Regions from separate parts of the Mus musculus genome. Here all the other regions are linked to region 1. Evidence: chromatin contacts called from public HiChIP or PLAC-seq data. All regions are on one chromosome and are shown on one strand. Each heading gives the region's core, a stretch centred on a gene start, on an enhancer-like site or on the middle of the called end of the contact. The rest is flanking DNA. Distances are from core to core; before and after follow the strand shown. Region 1 holds the start of Dll1 (delta like canonical Notch ligand 1). Region 2 has its middle 23 kb from the start of Gm35203. Region 3 holds the start of Wdr27 (WD repeat domain 27).

The links. HiChIP or PLAC-seq counts read pairs in DNA pulled down with a chosen protein or histone mark.
Region 2: an H3K4me3 HiChIP or PLAC-seq map of neural tube shows a contact between it and region 1, with 9 times the contacts expected there. The contact joins the enhancer-like site here to the promoter of Dll1 in region 1. A contact is called at or near these places in 12 of 39 promoter capture datasets (the C10 cell line, the HPC-7 cell line, the SN4741 cell line and 8 more), 1 of 15 datasets of contacts at CTCF or cohesin (the NIH/3T3 cell line), 4 of 484 Hi-C or Micro-C datasets (bone marrow-derived macrophages, embryonic fibroblasts and myocytes), 21 of 115 datasets of contacts at active chromatin or transcription factors (bone marrow-derived macrophages, craniofacial prominence, differentiating embryonic stem cells and 15 more) and 4 of 9 other capture datasets (adipose tissue, liver, macrophages and 1 more).
Region 3: an HNF4G HiChIP or PLAC-seq map of pancreatic cancer cells shows a contact between it and region 1. The contact joins the promoter of Wdr27 here to the promoter of Dll1 in region 1. A contact is called at or near these places in 8 of 39 promoter capture datasets (the C10 cell line, cranial neural crest, hematopoietic stem and progenitor cells and 4 more), 1 of 484 Hi-C or Micro-C datasets (liver), 3 of 115 datasets of contacts at active chromatin or transcription factors (bone marrow-derived macrophages, extraembryonic endoderm stem cells and pancreatic cancer cells) and 3 of 9 other capture datasets (adipose tissue, liver and macrophages).

Annotation. Positions count from the first base shown.
Region 1 is chr17:15,373,245-15,377,429 of GRCm38.p6, reverse strand. Dll1 (delta like canonical Notch ligand 1) reads left to right here and starts at 1,607. Exons shown (of 11, transcript NM_007865.3): 1 at 1,607-2,243; 2 at 2,471-2,764; 3 at 3,480-3,540; 4 at 3,736-3,993. The coding sequence starts at 2,190.
Region 2 is chr17:15,107,451-15,111,535 of GRCm38.p6, reverse strand. No RefSeq gene overlaps it. Among named protein-coding and RNA genes, the nearest start is that of Gm35203, 23 kb to the right of the region's middle. Within about 2 kb of position 2,600, at least 102 of the 459 cell types and tissues checked have an H3K27ac peak or open chromatin away from gene starts, as enhancers often do. A contact at or near this core is called in bone marrow-derived macrophages, craniofacial prominence, hematopoietic stem and progenitor cells and 4 more, where this site is marked.
Region 3 is chr17:14,941,378-14,945,375 of GRCm38.p6, reverse strand. It overlaps Wdr27 (WD repeat domain 27), which reads left to right and starts at 2,252. Exons shown (of 25, transcript NM_175173.3): 1 at 2,252-2,279. 1600012H06Rik (RIKEN cDNA 1600012H06 gene) reads right to left here and starts at 2,192. Exons shown (of 2, transcript NM_026451.2): 1 at 2,057-2,192; 2 at 1-1,809. The coding sequence starts at 1,763. The coding sequence ends at 1,206. Phf10 (PHD finger protein 10) reads left to right here. Exons shown (of 12, transcript NM_024250.4): 12 at 192-382. The coding sequence ends at 277.

The DNA.
Region 1 (4,185 bases), core at 358-2,857:
GGCATGCTCAACACAAAGCTAGGTGCTAAGTCAGAGACTATATCTCCATTTACTTTTCTCTGGAGCTTGTAACCAGGGGAGCCGTTTAGGTAATTCATTGTGATACGTGTGTCCTGGGCCCTCCCAATAAACTCATTTCCCTTAAAAAAAAAAAAAGAAAAAAAAGAAAACAAAAGTTCTAGTGTCTGATGGATGTGTAAAAACCTAATAAGGTGACGGTTGTGTAAAGGTTATGTGTTGGGGGGTGAGGTGGGGGGAGTCTTTCAAACATGTGCCGGACATTGTCGCAGAGGCCGCGGCGTGCGCGGAGGGGAGCTCTTTCTCTCCGCATTGTGCAGAGAGCAGGTGCTGTCTGCATTACCATACAGCTGAGCGCACAAAGAGCCACTGATTCAGCCTCGCACAATAACAGACTGCCTTAATGACAGCCACGCGAACGACACACACCAAACTCACTTTTTACCAAGCAGAGGGAGGCCTGAGGGGAATACCCAGGAGAGTGGGACCGGACACCAGTGAAGGTGGTGTTGGTTGAAAATCTCCCGGGAGAGGGTGTGTACACCGGGAAAGGGGTAAGCTTAGCTTTTGGCTCTGCTGGCTCAGGGAATACACTATCCGGACCCCAATTCCCCATTTCCAGTGATCGTGGACAACACGGAGACAGCAGCGCTCCGGGACACTGCGGTGTCTGGGGGTGTCCGGCCCGGATCGCTAGCCCATCGGCACTCTCCGAGGCTCAATCGCCAGGCTTCACCAGAGGTATAAGCGTGCCTAACCTCCCCAAACTTCCCAAACTGCCGGGGTGCTCTTGCCACCCTTTGCCCACCTCTTCAAGGGTCCCTTTCCTACCGGGCACCCCGCCCCCGCCCCCTCCGGGAGACTCCTCCTTAGAAAGAGGCTGCCAGGGAGGAGGGGCAGCAGCAGGGACGCGGGCCTCTAACCTCTCCCCGGTTCCTCAGTCCCTAGGACTGAACAAACGAGGAGAGCCTAGGCGGCTAGTGTTGGAAACGCCAAGGTCCGGAGGCCGCGTCCTGCGAGCGAGTCTAGCGGTGACCGCGAGTGGGAGGCTCAGGCCGCCCAGCGTGCCTAGGGTCTTCGGGCCTGTGGCGGTGGGGCGGTGGGCGACGCGGCCTCAGCTCCAGCTCCGGGAGCAGAGCGGTTCGTCTCCGGGAACGTTTTGCAGGAATGTAAATGAGCGGGTTTTGCGCTGGGGGAGGGAGGCGAAGGGGCGAGGGCGGAGGCAGAGAGGACTAGGGGGCGGGGAGGTGGGGGGCGGGGAGGAGGGTTGCACATTTTACAGCTCACTGACCATTTGGCGATCCATTGAGAGGAGGGTTTGGAAAAGTGGCTCCTTTGTGACAGCTCTCGCCAGATTGGGGGGCTGCTCATTTGCATCTCATTAGTTATGCGAGCGGCCGGCAGGATTTAAGGGTGGCAGGCGCCAGCCCGGGCCAGATCCTCCGGCGTGCACCCGCGGTTACCCTGTCTGACCAGGGCAGGTCACGGGAGAGCACCGGTGCGGCACGGAGCCTCCCACGCTTCGGCCTCCGGTCCTCGGTGTGTGTTCTCGCATGGCATTGGCTGAATTCTTGAGGAAGACGCGAGGCTTGGCGATAGTGCAAGAGATACCGGTCTAGAACACTCTGGGAGCGGCAGCGGCTGCCGAGTGACGCCGGGCCGGGAAACCAGGGCGCGCGCCGCAGTCCTTGCCACCACCGTTCCCACCGCGCCCCTCGGGGCCCCGGATTATCGCCTCACCGGTGGGATTTCCAGACCGCCGCTTCCTAATAGGCCTGCGAAGGAAGCCACTGCAAGCTCTCTTGGGAATTAAGCTGAACATCTGGGCTCTCTTCCCTCTGTGTCTTATCTCCTTTCTCCTCTTTCCCTCCGCGAAGAAGCTTAAGACAAAACCAGAAAGCAGGAGACACTCACCTCTCCGTGGACTGAAAGCCAGACGAAGAGGAAACCGAAAGTTGTCCTTTCTCAGTGCCTCGTAGAGCTCTTGCCGGGGACCTAGCTGAAGGCACCGCACCCTCCTGAAGCGACCTGGCCCTGATAGCACACCTGGAGCCGAGAGACGCCTTTCCGCCAGTACTCCTCGGGTCATATAGACTTTCCTGGCATCCCTGGGTCTTTGAAGAAGAAAGAAAAGAGGATACTCTAGGAGAGCAAGGGCGTCCAGCGGTACCATGGGCCGTCGGAGCGCGCTAGCCCTTGCCGTGGTCTCTGCCCTGCTGTGCCAGGTAGGGGGCCGGGCGGGGCTGCTGCGCGGTGGAGGGAGGGGAGTCGGACCAGCCGATCAGCTGTCCATCCCCAAGTGACTCCGGCAGCGACGACCCCGAGAGCTGCCCGGCAGCGGGCAGCTCCGGATGGGCGCTGAGGTGCGCTCGGCCTCTGCGTCCTAGCAAGGGCCCGCGCGCCCCCGGGTCCCTCCGCCGCCGGCGCGACCTCACGCCCCTTCCCCGCGCAGGTCTGGAGCTCCGGCGTATTTGAGCTGAAGCTGCAGGAGTTCGTCAACAAGAAGGGGCTGCTGGGGAACCGCAACTGCTGCCGCGGGGGCTCTGGCCCGCCTTGCGCCTGCAGGACCTTCTTTCGCGTATGCCTCAAGCACTACCAGGCCAGCGTGTCACCGGAGCCACCCTGCACCTACGGCAGTGCTGTCACGCCAGTGCTGGGTGTCGACTCCTTCAGCCTGCCTGATGGCGCAGGCATCGACCCCGCCTTCAGCAACCCCATCCGATTCCCCTTCGGCTTCACCTGGCCAGTGAGTGGGCACCTGCGCGCACTCGGCTGGGTCTGGAGGGGTAGGGGTGGCTGGTTGGTGGTTGGCAGTGGGAAGAAGGCAAGGGCCACTGATAAGGGTTGGGGAATCCCACAAAGACACGCCTGAGGTCTTGACTTCTTACTGGGAACTGACTGGCAGTTGAGGAGGGGGTGTGGAACCCCAGAGGCTTTTGCAAGCCCTGGGCATTTCTCACACACCTCCTACTTACCTGAAAGGTCGAATGCTTCCCTCCCCTACCCCCAAAGTTGGGAGAGTTCTTGTCCCCTAGCTCTTAGGCCTTGGTTGGGTTGCTACCAGTGCTGGGGCTGCTCTCCATCCTCGAGGTTCCACCCCCAGAAAACAAATGACAGCTGCCCTCTCCTCTTCCTGCACCCCACCTTGCTCCATCAAGTACTCTCCCCCCTTTTTAAAATACAATTTCCTGTATTAACATGTTTTTAAAAAACCAAACCCACACACGGTGTGTGTGTGGGGGGGGACACTCTTTAAAATTCTTCTAATTAAGGAAAGTGATAGGAGTTGACCTTCATTGGCACAACACAGAGATCTGAGAGCCTCTGTACTTGGTTCTCTTTAATGCCTCTCCTCCTCCTCCAGCTCCTCCTCCTCCCACTCCTAGTCTCCCAACTCCTCCTCCTCCCCTTCCTCCTCCTCCACACTTCCGGTTATCAAGCATCTTCTCCCCTTTCCCTAGGGTACCTTCTCTCTGATCATTGAAGCCCTCCATACAGACTCTCCCGATGACCTCGCAACAGGTAAGACTCCAAGCCCCTAAACTATGCATTCTCCCCATTGATACACAGTTTACCCACTCAGCCCAGGCCTCTTACCTTCACTCTGCACCTGGAGTTCAGAGAAGAAGGGTCCTTGGCTTGACAGCATCCATACCACTCTCTCGGTTCCTAGCGTCTAGGTGTTATCATTACCAACCTGAGCATCTTCTCTCTCAGAAAACCCAGAAAGACTCATCAGCCGCCTGACCACACAGAGGCACCTCACTGTGGGAGAAGAATGGTCTCAGGACCTTCACAGTAGCGGCCGCACAGACCTCCGGTACTCTTACCGGTTTGTGTGTGACGAGCACTACTACGGAGAAGGTTGCTCTGTGTTCTGCCGACCTCGGGATGACGCCTTTGGCCACTTCACCTGCGGGGACAGAGGGGAGAAGATGTGCGACCCTGGCTGGAAAGGCCAGTACTGCACTGACCGTGAGTCCTCTGGAGAATGACCCCTAAGGGTCCATTTATGGGGAAAGACACGAGGCTTTGCAACAGGAGATGGTAGAGATGGCTCAGTGGGGAAACTGAGGCCTAAAGAGCAGTGTTTTGCTAAGGCCGTTGGCAGTTAGGCTGGATTCTGGCATTTTAACAAGGGAGACCTTGTGTCCACTGTAGGAAGCT
Region 2 (4,085 bases), core at 1,351-3,850, 270 kb after region 1:
ACACACTTGCTCTCAGCTCACACCCCTGAGACATGCACAAGCACACAGGCTAAGTCTGAGTGTGTTCTATTGATTTTTTGTTAGCAGCTGTATCCATCCAGAGCCAGGAATGTGGCCACATCATGTCTGCGCACTATCGGCAACAAACCTACTGTGCAAAGACAGAGTCAACAGATACACAGACCCAAGCCATGGGTCTCTCTTCCTCTGGGGGCTATATTCTGGAGCTCTCCACAGGGCACACCCTTCCAGGGTGAGCAGATTGACCTCAGTTCAGAGAGTGGGGTGAATGGGTTCCCTTCTGGGCTGAGAGAACACAGCCTTGACTAGACAGACATGTAGCATCTCCACAATGATGCAGTCCCTAGAAAATCACAGACAGAAAGGGCTCGGGGCTGTGTGTGCTGTTGCTAAAAATAAAGCAGCTAAACATAAAGAGGCAAAAATCACTTCCTCAGGCCAACGTGTCTGGATCTTACGCTGCTTTTCCCATAACACTGCGCTCTCCTTGTTAAATATTTAAAGGGAAGACATGAGACAAATGTTGCTGAGTGTCCATCTGTCCACATAAAGATGTATGTGAGCGTGTGCATGTGCGTGTGTGTGTGTGTGTGTGTGTGTGTGTGTGTGTGTGTGTAGTGGCACAGCAATATATTAATGTGTGCAACTACTGTGAATTGATATTTATCCAAAGATAAACAAACAGCTTACAGAAGCACCAACAATCCTTTCCTAAACATACCATATGTCATGACAGGACAATTACAGGCATGCAACATGCCATGACAAGACTATCCCAATCATACTTCATGCCATAGCAAGACAATTACAATCATGCAACATGCTAAGAAAGCTAGCTTCCAGAAGATTAGACTCCGAAACCTGAACTTGGGATAGTCTTGTTACATAGAAAACTCTGGTGGCTCGGAATTCCAGCAGCTCTTCATGAGAAGAAAAGAGAGAGAGAGAGAGAGAGAGAGAGAGAGAGAGAGAGAGAGAGAGAGGAAGGAAGGAGGAGGAGGAGGAGGGAGAGGAGGAGGAGGAGGAGGCGGAGGAGGAAGGACAGGCTTATTGGAGTCTGCTGCCAGTCACAGACAGGTGCTCTGGGAGGAGAGGGTGCTATAGAGTATATCCCTCTGCCTTCCTGTGTCATGAGAACCCACGTGTGCCAAGGATTTGCACATGGGCAAGCAATTGGTATGTCCCACTCAGCTTGTCTGTTCCACCCGCTGCAAAGTTGGGGTGACAGAAGTGTCTGTAACAAAGTCCAACTTTAGGTCTCTGTAGATCAGCAGTCCTCAATCTTCCGGACACTGTGGCCTTTTAATACAGTTCCTCATGTTGTGGTGAGTCCTCAACCATAAAATTATTTTGTTGCTCCTTTATAACTGTAATTTTGCTACTGTTATGAACCGTAATGTAAATATGTGCTATTCAGGGGTCGTGACCCACAGGTTGAGAACCTCTGCTGTAGATGGTCCCACCACCATCCTTTCGTGGCATTTTAGAATTCTAGAAGACTCTCCTGAGGCTGTGACTTCAGGCCTGAGTTTCTCCATCCTGTAGATCCCTCGGTGGAGACCTCTAAAGTCAGAGGGAAAGGGAGGATCCCAAAACAGGAGGAGCATGCTCCCTTCTTCAGCTCAGGTCTCAGATTTGCTGCTTTCCCTGCCCAGGGACACTGAACTGCTTGCTACCAGTGCTTTCCTACATGACAGGAGGACTTTGCTGACACAGTCGCTACCCTGACCTGTTCGTATGGCCTCACCTGGCTTCTTTGGGCAGTGTGTGACAGGGGACTTACTAATAGCTTCCCACCTGAACCTCCACAGACAGGGGCAATGGTGAGGCTGTATTTCCTGAGTATTTGCTGGCATAAACACGGATAGCCATTGCTTTTGCCCACAGGGATGAGGACCCAGAGACTCAGGTGGGCCAGTGGCTAGACTCAAGTGTCAGAACTGGCGTTTGAGACTTCGCAGAATAACCCATCATAGGCCTTGAATACCCAGGAGGCCAAAGGGAGTTTCAGACTAAGGGAGATGTAAACAAAGCATGACCTGTAAAGATGGTCAAGTGCCTAGAGGAGAGAGAGACTGGCAGAGGACAAGGAGAAACCTTGTCCAGGGGCCAAGACCAGGCTGACACGCAGGATGGTAGAAGATAGGCACAGATCAGAATGGCAGGAAAAGAGAAGAATGCGAATCCTGAGCCTGTGACTGGCCAGCAACCCTCTCCACTGCCGACCCAAGCTGGCTTGCTAGATTCAGCCTGCACTTTGTGTACTCTGGGGGCTCATAAAATAATAAGACTCTCGAAGCCCCTCAGTCGAAAAGCTGGGTAAATGCAAGCATTATGATCTTCCCGCAACAGATGGGAGCTGTTTGGGATCTTTTATTTCTTTTCCTCTTCCTTGCCCCCCTTCTCCGGCAGCTATGGGGAAGAAGAATGCGGCATCAGATGATCCATCAGCCTGGAGCACGGCTGTGGGAGGAGGCTGGCTGCTCCCAGAAGGGCCCCCACCCCAGACAGCAGTGAACAGCCCACCGAGGAAGCCGAGGGTCATGGGAAAGGTCCCCTCAGATGGGGAGAGGCACACACTAAACAAACGCAGCCACACGATGCACACATTCAAACGCCACCCCGGGGAATATGTGCACATATGTTCTGTGCGGGTGAGGAGGAGGCTCCCAGCCTCCAGAAAGCAAGGCTTTAAAAAAATTCCATCAATCAGACTGCGGTCCTGTGAAGTATGAAGATTAAAACCACAGAGGAGACACGTGCTCTGCTCTGTCACCAGCTGCCTGTCTGAGACGGCTTGGTCACTTTGCCTGGAGACACACTGCTGTCCTGTCTGGGCAGAGAGGAGCTGGGAGAAACGGGAGGGTGAAAGGCAATAAATACCCTGGCTCCTGCTCATGTACCCTCTGAAGGGCCAGCATGGCCTCATGGTCTGTCTTCTCCTCCACAGTCCTGCACCAAGAAAAGCACATGGATCCATACCCTGAGCCTATGGCTGTGAGGAACTTGATGTGGGGCTCCATTTTGGCAGTGCTTCCTTTGTAAATGTGGAGTGGCCAGTGTATGCCCAGCTCCCACATCCTTCCTATGCACGAGCCTGCATGACCTGGCTCCATACACACTAACTCTCAGAATCCGCTTTTGCATTTAGATAAGGACACCCTGCTGATGAGACACTCCTGTGGGAAGACTGACCCTAAACTCAGTGCCTCAGACGCAGGCGCAAGGAAAAGGTGCTTGAAATGGTCAGTTCCCTGCAACGGAGCTCAGACGACATTCCCCAGTCCCAACCACCCCAGCAAGCTGATTGTCATCTATATCAGCATCACTGGATGCCCATGGGCAGGTGGGCACAGTGCAGCACAGCACACACAGGTGGACAGCTGCAGCATCAGCTAGGTACAGAGGAAAGGAAGAGCATATTTCATCAGGACAGGAAAGTTGCACGGCTGCCATCTTATGAATTCAGCACGATTAAATGGGGTGCATGGCCCATTGGTAGCCACCCCCTACTGTCTGCTGTGGAATTCTTTTTTTTTTTTTTTTTTTTTTTTTTTTTTTCCGAGACAGGGTTTCTCTGTGTAGCTCTGGCTGTCCTGGAACTCACTTTGTAGACCAGGCTGGCCTCGAACTCAGAAATCCGCCTGCCTCTGCCTCCCAAGTGCTGGGATTAAAGGCGTGCGCCACCACGCCCGGCTTGCTGTGGAATTCTTGTGTGTGTTTCCAGAGTGAACTCCACAGGACAACTGAAGGAAGTGCAGAGTTGTCCCCTGCCACCCAGGGTACAGGGGAGCTCAGAAGCACATGGTAGAAGTGATGGCTAAGCAAGCCAAGCTGAACTGTCCCAGTGACACTGCCATACTCAGGTTAGCAACAGCTAAAGTCAAGGCCAGCCCCTGCCTTACACCACAACTTCTGGTGTTTGCCAACCACCACTGGAGGTTTCATTAGCCCATGCCCCAGCTGGGTGCAGCAACGCAGGTTGTAACTGAGGGGATTTCCAAGCCTGCAGATAAGGTCTGTGGAGCACAGGCTATGCTGCATTCGGACAACAAAACCGCACA
Region 3 (3,998 bases), core at 1,003-3,502, 430 kb after region 1:
GCATTGGTTACACTGATTAAGGGTTGTTTACATTCTCTTCCTTGGCTTAAGGAACCAGTCTGTACTCCCTCCCACTGAAAAATCCCAGGGAGTTATCACTACAGATAGCTCAGGAATGAGATTAGATGGTTTGTACTCAGTCCTATAAAAATAAAATTCCACTCTATATTAACTAACAATTTTTCTCCTAGGTCGCTGGATTTGTGACTGTTGTCAGCGAGCTCCCCCAACACCCAGGAAAGTGGGCAGAAGGGGGAAAAACAGCAAAGAGGGGTAAAATAGGCTTTGACCCTCATGTTTGGGATATTTGGTGCCAATTTATTTACAACACTTTCATTTTTATGCCAATAAAAACTTTTTTGAAATTAACGATGACCTTAAACATCAAGTTGATTTATTTCTTTATTAGCAACTTCTACCCTTGAAACAAAGTCAGAGAAATGGCTCATTTCCCCAGGCTTTAATTTCATAGTGTTGTTTTTTCCAGAGATCAGCAGAAAGAGGTAGTAGCAACTTAATTTGAAGTATTTCTTCTTGAATATAACAAAGTTACCACTTGTTATGACTCTGTCTTGACCTGATTAGGTAGTATCATAGTTACCTAATAACCAGAAAGCTCCAATCTGGCTAAGCAGAGGAAAGGGCAAATGGCCCAAGATCTGGTACAACAGGATTTGGACTCTAAATCACCAGCACAGCAACAGTTTGTCAATACTTGCTGCCAGGAGAGCTTGCTTGGGTATCAGGTACCATACCCCTACTGTGCAGAGGCTCTGGGAAGAGCGAACCTGTCACTGCATTTTCCACCTGGCTTTAAAATGTTAAAGACTTTAAAACTCGAAGTGCTGTACTTCATTTAAATGTCTATAAATTCTACAGTCATCAACTTCTGCACCAGCAGTAAAGTTTAATCTGATTTATACAGCCTGTTACTGTAATCTTCTTACTCACCTGACTAACCAAAATGCATTTAAACATTTTATTGAGCAGACTCCTTTTTATAGGAATTTTAATCTCTAAAATATTGTGCTTGCTGCTTTTCCTGCTTGGGGAGTAAACTGAGGTAACAAAACTGTATGGCTTTATTTTTCCATCCTAGTCTAGAAAAAAGTAACCAGAGTTTCACCAGGTCAAGTAGCTAGGTTCGCAGCAAACTGTAATCGCTCTGTGAAAATAAGGGTTTGTGCTCCAGCATATTCAAGGGATCAGAAGAGAATTTCAAGCACCAGTTTCAAAATGCTAATCAATATCGTCCAGAGAACTGATTCCTCCTCTTGGGCTGCCTCTTCTGGAGCGTAAGCCTGCTGCTGACTGGCTCCTGTTGGGTCAGTGAAATAGGCAGCCTCTCCGAATGGGTACTGATCCACAGTTCTGTCATAGTATACCCTCATCTCAAAGTCGCTCTCATGGTGAGAGGGGTGTCCATAAATTCCTATCCCGACCGGTCGCTGGAAGTGTGCCGGTATAGAGACCACATCCTGGCCGCAAGTGACAGACTGCAGCTCATAGTCGTCGAAGCTCGGGTGCGGAGTGCTGTCCGACACGTACAGGTCCGCATCCCCTCTCAGGCTCTGCATCCTGAGAATAATTTTACCCTCATGGTTCAACCGCAAGTAGCTGTAATTCCCGGCTCCTATTTGGCCCTGGACCACGTGCAGAAGGAGCCACTCCTCCGGGACGTCGTCGTCTTCCAAACATTTTACCAGGGTCACCACCTGGGACGCCAGGATCATCAACAGGGCGCGCCTCCAGGGAGTAGCCATCGCTGGGGCACTCAACTCGGGGACTCCCTCATCTGCAGTCGCTGTGCTGGGAAGGTACGGGTGACAGGCGTGACCCGAGGTGCTCGTCCACGCAGACCAAGATTCGTGCACCTGGGTCCCGGGAACCGACGGTGGGGAAGGGGAAGGAGAGAAGGGATAAAGAGTAGGGAACAGCAGAGAGGGAGGAGCAGAGGAGGCGGGTGGGAAGAGGGAAGCGGTAAGAGGGACCTTAGGACAGGCCCCTGGGGGCGCAGGTGTCTGGAGAATAGCGAGGTCGCCAACCCCGAACTCACCGCCACGCCCCGCAGGCCACGCAGCACCCGCAGCACCCGGGCTCAGCCTGGAACTCGCCCCAGCTGGCGGAAAAGAGGCCGCGCCCGGAAGTGTGGTACTCCGGAAGCGAGGGCTTTTGGGAACCAACTCCGGCCTAAGGGACCGGAAGTGAGGTAACGCCAGGCTCTCGCGAGAATAGAGCAGCTTTCCCCCGTAACCATAGCGACGCGGCTGGCGTGGTCGGTGAGTTCCGGGGAAAGTGGGCTGGACGGTCGGTGAGGCTGCCAGGGATTGCAGCTTGCGACAAGCTCCCTTGAGGGGATGACTGGGAAGCCTGCTCCCGGATGGCGGAGGGCCGAGCCGCGCCCGGTCCAGCCTTCTCCTCCCGCGCCCCCAGAGCCGCGCGTGAGTGGCCTCCCTAAGCCCTGCAGCACAAGCCCCTGAGTGCGGGCAGCACCGGGAGGGACACTTTTGGATTTGTCTTAAACCATGACAGAAGGGAAATATAAATTTCAACATGAGAACTACTAGTAAGAAATGATTCCTCCCCCCCCCCCAAGCCCACAATTGCCATCACCCCACCCCCCACATTTTTTTGGGAAGTAATTTAGTAATTAGAAAACTTAGTGTACATTTAATCAAGTTTAGTGGCGAGTTCTTTAGCCTTTGCTTTTTCCAGCTTGGCAACGCGAGCCACAGACTTAGGGCCCAGCACGTTGCCTCCTCAGTGGCGACGGATCTCGTTATATCTGTGATTACAATTGATCCTAATAGCTTCCACCAGCTTAGCCAGAGCACCCTTGTCTTCCGGGTTAACCTATGTGAAGGCAACAGTGGTGCATTTCTTCCTGTGGACCAGGCGCCCCAACCTGGGCAGGACAAGCAGGAAAACCACCAGCTCAATGGGGTCTACATCATGGGCAATCACCACCAGCTGAGCCTTCTTGTTCTCCACCAAGGTGGTGACTATATTGACTCCTGCTCAATGGACAGGTGGTCTCTTAGTTGGGACGTCGCCTTTGCCAGCAGCTTTCTTCTCAGCAGGGGCCAGTAGCCTTTGCTTCTTTTGCGTTGTCTCTGGCCTGTACTTGTGGGCAAGCTGTTTGCCTGTCCAGGGCCTGGGTGAACTGGTTAATGGCAGGAGGGACTTTGAGCCGCTTGTAGAGGATGGCTCTTTGCCGCTGCAGCATGATGTAGCGGGGCCATTTGATGAAGCGTGTAAGATCTCTTTTGGGCTGGATGTCCTTCCCAAATGGCGAAATTCGTGGGCCTTTTCTCAAACTAAGGATTGACCACTTTTTTGGCCTCCTGGTCCTTGACACCGGCGATGCTCAGGGTCACCTTCTTCCCTTGGCTGTCTTTCCTTTAGGCATCTTGCTTGGCTGGAGGAGAAAGCATGCACACAGTTCTTAAGACTAGATTTCATGTCTGGAGACTTTTCCTGGTTTATAAATGGGTGGAAAGGCAAGAAGTTCTTTGTCTCATTTTACAAGAACACCAATCGCATCAAGGAGGTTCCACATTCAAGACCGAGATTACCTCCCATTGTCCCTCTGAGCCTTAAGACCATCATCACCTTGGAAGACAGAGTTCAATATGGAATATTTGTGGGAGACACATTTAAATAAGAGCATTAGGTAATACATGCAGTATAATGGCCCAAAAGTTCAAAATTAGTAGGCCAACAAAAGCAGGATACCAGTTACTTCGTAGCTTACAAGAAAAAAAAAAACCAAACAAACAAACAACAACAACAACAACAAAAAACCAACCAACTCCTAAGTATAAAGATAGGATCTTTCATCATATTTGATAATTTAGGAAAGAACCTGAAACCTTATTAAGAACCTAAGTGTCATTTTGCTGTTTTATGTCACTCTGTTAGCTATAGCTATTTGTTAGTGTTATCCTCAATGTCTAGGTCTTCAGGGTACTGGAATTGGAGCTCAATTCCTTTCCTAG